Linked DNA regions of Hordeum vulgare: region 2 is linked to region 1. Evidence: chromatin contacts called from public Hi-C data. All regions are on one chromosome and are shown on one strand. Each heading gives the region's core, a stretch centred on a gene start, on an enhancer-like site or on the middle of the called end of the contact. The rest is flanking DNA. Distances are from core to core; before and after follow the strand shown.

Evidence for each region. Hi-C and Micro-C count contacts between places; a contact is called where the count stands out from the background.
Region 2: a contact with region 1 is called in a Hi-C map of leaf, with 7 times the contacts expected there. The contact joins the enhancer-like site here to the promoter of LOC123425843 in region 1. A contact is called at or near these places in 2 of 6 Hi-C or Micro-C datasets (leaf and seedling).

The regions. Positions count from the first base shown.
Region 1 is chr2H:202,692,414-202,695,133 of MorexV3_pseudomolecules_assembly, forward strand. LOC123425843 (protein ACCELERATED CELL DEATH 6-like) reads right to left here and starts at 1,459. Exons shown (of 3, transcript XM_045109589.1): 1 at 596-1,459. The coding sequence starts at 1,295.
Region 2 is chr2H:203,078,498-203,081,197 of MorexV3_pseudomolecules_assembly, forward strand. No RefSeq gene overlaps it. Among protein-coding and RNA genes, the nearest start is that of LOC123429923, 83 kb to the right of the region's middle. Within about 2 kb of position 1,259, at least 3 of the 3 cell types and tissues checked have open chromatin away from gene starts, as enhancers often do. A contact at or near this core is called in leaf and seedling, where this site is marked.

The DNA.
Region 1 (2,720 bases), core at 209-2,708:
CGGAATATAGGATCCTTTTTACATATTTATTTATTTTTGGTCTCATGAGCCACACTACTCATTTCAATCGCACTATCCCAGACTCTAGTGCGTGCCAGAATCATCAGAGTGTCTCGATGTAAAAAATAAAGAAAAAGGAAGGAATCATTACAGCCAGAAACACTAAAGTGCCTACCTACACATACCCCACTAGCACAATTCAAATCAATTATGTTACCCTCGACAGCTTTGTTCCATGCCAGATACCCCGAACCCACCATTGATATCATTAGCCATGAGTTGGCACAGTTTGAATTTAGTAGATGACAGTACGAGTATAGAACCTACCTTTTTTTTGAACTGAAATTTAAAGCCGAATCAAACAGAGCACAACCAAACCTACACTAAATTTAAATAGAAACCTAAAAAAAAGTAATTTCTAATCTCAGCCGAGCTATAGTCCAACTAAATATTATTTCAGTCAGTACTAAAAAAAGATTATTTCAGTCAACTACAGGTGAAGAAAATATTTCACAGAAGCATATTGCAGAGTTGCCAATAAGGCAATAATAATAGAACCAACTAAATACAAGGGGATATCTCGTGAGGCACTCACCGTTACTCGTGAGGACAGCGGCGTGCAGCGCCGTGCGCCTTCCCGGGCCCGTGCACGAACACAATTTGGGCACCTCATCTTCGTCGTCGTCGTCGTCGTTCTTATACAACTTCATAAGAACGCGCAGCATCCCAAGTAATCCTGCAGCCGTTGCCATGTAAATCGGCGTCTCCCCAGCGCCACCGGACAGTCCCGCGAGCCCCGGGTCCGCCGCGGCCAGCGCATGCGCCGCGGCCTCATGCCCGCCGCGCACCGCGTCGTGAAGCGCCGTCTCGCCGCGGTTGTTGGTGGCGCGGGTGAGGGCGCGCAAGGACGAGGTGGAGGGGGAGGAAGCGATGAGGAGGGCGACGGACTTGTGGGCCCCGGCGCGAGCGGCCAAGTGGAGCGGCGTGTCCAGAGCGGCGTTGCGCGCGGCGAGGAGGCCAGGGGCGCGGCGGAGGAGGAGCGCCGCGAGTGCCGCGTGCCCGCCGGACGCGGCCACGTGCAGGAGCGTGTTGCCTCCTGCGGTGGTAGCGGTGTCGAGGTCGGGCGCGGACGGGTCCGCGAGGAGCTCCTTCACGAGCCGCCGCTCGTCACCGCTGCGCGCTGCGCGGAGGAGTGCGGGCCTCAGGGATGGCGCGGTTACCAGCGGCCGAGGCGTTGGGCAGGACGCGGTGGACGGGGTGGACGGCGGCGAGGTCTCTACCTCGGGCGAGGACATCGTGTGTGCCGTGTGCGTCGGACCGTCGGTTGGGACTTGGGACGAGGGGGAACGTGGGTGGTTTACTTCGGAATCATGTCACTGGTCATCGGTCACTTACTGTGCTTCAAAACGTTTACAGGATACAAAACAAATCGATACAGATCATTTTCCTATTTGATCCTCGGTGGTTTAATAATTGCGTACACATGTCCCTTTTTCTTCAACGGCTTTCTTTCTTCCTCTTTTCTGTCACAAAAGTTCTTGTTTGAGGAACAATTTCAACTTTTTCTCACAACTTTTTTTGTATCACAACTTTTGCTTAAACTGACGGCGAGAGGACGAGAGAGGTCGATATTTCAACCAAAGTCTTTTACATTGGCGACATAGCATCTATAATACTTATTTCCAAAACATTGTTTCGTCTTAGGATACACAAAAATCGTAGGATTTCATTACGGAAGGTAGGAAAGTAAACGAACATTGACATTTGAAATGAAGCAAACTGCTTGTACAAGAAAACTCTCTCAGGAACTACGTCTGCTTCAGAAGCCAGAGTCCGTTGGTGAAGTCCATCAAAAATGAGTAAGAATAGAGCATCATAATGAAGTGGTTGTTTTGAACCATAGATGGTTGTATGGCGCTTCAAGTGGCGACGCGGGTGGGGTCCGTGCCGGCGGTTTGTCCCGAGGCTCTTCCGCAAAGGTTATGGCTAAGAGAGGGGCTCCCGATGACGATACGTGTCTCTCCGCCTTTGTTCCTACCATCGGCAGTGTCAGACCCGAGTGTCCTGTAGAACTAGATTCAGAGAAATAAAAACCAAACTCACAAAAGTTAGCAATTTTAGTGGTTGATTGCAAGAGAACCAAAGCGAGTTCAGATACCCAAAGAAAGGGTATGAAAATGACGGGTGGAGATAGATTTTCGACGAAGAATGCCTTTCATTTTATTATAGGGTCTTTCTTTGCCCTGCTTATAGTTTGGCCATTCAATAGTAGCGTACGGCCTTTGAAAATCATCTCTTCCTAGAGGGGACTCCCGATTTTGGGCATTCGTAGAGGGGACTCCTTCAAGGGATTTTTAGGATCGTTCATGCTATTTTTAGTCTATTTTGGATTTTATAGTTTACTTTTCTCATGGAGATGGTTAAGGACCTCAGAAAGTCAAGCTCCCTTCTTCCTTTGCACTCGAGGACCAATGTTTATCTTAACCTTTGCACACCTCTAGGAGGAGGACAAATCTCAATCTACTAGCTTCTTTGGATGGAAAGATTCTGACTTCGGTACACCTATAGGTCGGCTAGGAACACTAGAGGCTACGGTTTACCCCAAAACAAAAAAGAATGAGCTCGAAGGCTCTAGAACACTGGCTTTATAGCCTTATAAATGAATGAAGAAACCAAAGAAAAACAGCTTGGGTAGTTGATCACTATAGACCTTGGTAAAA
Region 2 (2,700 bases), core at 9-2,508, 390 kb after region 1:
CTCGTGGATTTCCGAGGTGACATTGGGGTAATATATGCATAGGGGTTGGTGCATGTTATCGTCTATGTTTCTCCGATAGGAATATTGGGGCACTCTTTGAGGTTCTTTGTGTTGGATTGAGTAGTATGAATCTGAATTTGTTATGGTGTTATTTTAGTACGAACTCTTGGATAGATCGATCATAAAGGATAACTTGTTATTTTAGTACGAACTCTTGGAAAGATTGATCGGAAAGAATAACTTTGAGGTGGTTTCATACCCTACAAATAATTTCTTCTTATGTTCTACGCTAGATAGGAACTTTGGAGTGATTCTTTATCGCACGTTAAGGGATTGTTATGTGATCCAATTATAATAGCATTGTTGAGAGATTGCACTAGCGAAAGTACGGACCCTAGGCCTCATTTTCAAGCACTGCAATACCGTTTGTGCTCACTTTTGTTACTTGCTACCTTACTATTTTTATTTATTCAGATTATAAAAAAATATTTTTATCGTCCGTATTACACTTGTATCACCATCTCTTCGCCGAACTAGTTCACCTAAACAAATTTTCATTATATTTGGTGTGTTGGGTACACAAGAGACTTTTTATTATTTGGTTGCACAGTTGTATGAGAGAGACCATCTTCATCTTACGTCTCCCACGGATTGATAAACCTTAGGCCATCGACTTGAGGAAATTTTCTACTGTCCTACAAAACTCTACGCTTGGAGGCTCAACATAGTCTACAAGAACAAATTTATGTAGTATACATGAGGGGCGTGCGAGGAGGAGGCAGGGAGGCGGAGGTGGCGGCGATCTGGAAGATGGCGGGCGCGAGACGCGCGTCGGAGCCGGGTGGGCGGCGGCCGGTGGTGGGCACGCGGGTTAGTAGGAAGGATTGGGGACGTTGCGGGTTTGGATGTTTTTTCTTTTGGTTCACTTAGATGCGAGGAAGATCGCATCGGGCCCTTATAGGGACGGATGTTATGAGAATAATATTTTGATCCAAGGATCAGAATAGCGCTATTCTCTCCCTCCCTCCCTCTCTCTCTATAGGGTGGGTCTATTTTAACACCACCCCTTACGAATCCTATTCTCACATCACCACCTTATTCTAACATCACTTTTGAACTACTCCGTCCTCCTAAACCGGACCACACAACGACCCGACAAAACTGCATTACCCCAAAAAATCACCACCTTCTACCCCACCTCTCTGCCCACCTTCTTCCCCCACCTACCTCGCACCCCCAGAACCATCCCACCATCCCCCCGTCGCCACACCTACCCTCCAAACCGTGCACCCCCCGACGCCGCACCACCCAGCCCCCCGGTGGACCAACTCGCTAGCAGACCTCCCACCCAATGGAAGCCTCCCTCCTCCGACCGAGACGCCGCCTCCACCAGCCACATCACCCACCTTTTCTCCTTTGGGCGACATGCAAGCCACAAGCGCCGCCCGCAGGCTTCCTCCAGGATCACCACAACACGGCCTTCGCCCGATGGATCCTACAAGATCCGGCAGCCATGAGTGTCGCGAGCGCCCATCACCACCGGATCCGGTCCTGGGAGCGCCCAGCTCCTATTGTTCCTCTGATTAGCCAAATCGGCTTCAAGCGCCCTCACCATCCCCTCTGTCTTCTTACCTGGATGGATCCATGTGAGGCCGATGGTCGCCGTCTAGCCTCCTTCACATTCCGTCGACAGAGGTCACAACACCCCTATCATCTATCTCCGACAGCGGCAGATGCCTTCCCCCTGTCGTGTTGTGCTACTGGTTCTTACCAGCAAACCATGTGACGTGGGGGTGGGGGGCGCGCCAGCCGGAGGTCTTCTACACCCTGACGCCGGCCGACCCCTTGATCTGTGCCCCGCCTCCACCTACATCCCTCTCGTCCCCATTGGAGGCTGTCGTGGCCCAGCTCCCTCCTGCTAATCCTCTCCCCCGATCCGACAGGCTCACTACATTGCCTCCCCTCCCCTACGCCTTTGCTCACCGCTCTGCTGCAATGTGCCATTGTTCTATCGCGTGCCTCCCTGGTCGCTGCACTGATCCCCTATATTCGGTGGAATCACTGTGCAGTTCGGCTGGGTGTGTCGTGCGGTTTGGTTGGGCGTGTCAAGCGGTTCGGTAGGGCGCGCAGTGCGGTTCAGCAATGTCCGAATTGCGAGTGCTCCGAATCCCTATGGGTGCTTTCACCATGGAGAGAAAATGGTTAAAACCGAACGAGGTCCAGCATGGTGGCCGGATGGGAGGACCAGCGAGGTCCAGCATGGTGCATACGAAAAACAGAGGCTCCCCCGGGATCCTATGCCTGTCTTCGGGTCCGGATTTGTCGATCCGTGGGATCCGAGGTGGTGATCACTATCAAGTGCAATCTGCTGAAGTCGCGGCTATGCAATTCATTTAGGGTGCTTCGGTGTGTAGTTCAATAATTTTTATATAATTTTTGGAAAATCATTTGCAGTGCGCCCAGTAAGAAAGAGAAAAGAACATTGTTGTTCACCTGAAGTTCAGTTTGTTGTTTTGAGAAACTCCAAGAGAAACATAGAGTAAAACAAATGGACGCGGATGAATGCTCTTTTTTCTCGTCCACTCGCCATGTGAAAATACGGAGTTCATTCGTAACAATGCTTGTGATTTGGTTGTTATGTAAAGAAAATTTTTGACACATGCAATACGCTACATTCGTCCCGTGTAGTTAAAGAAACAC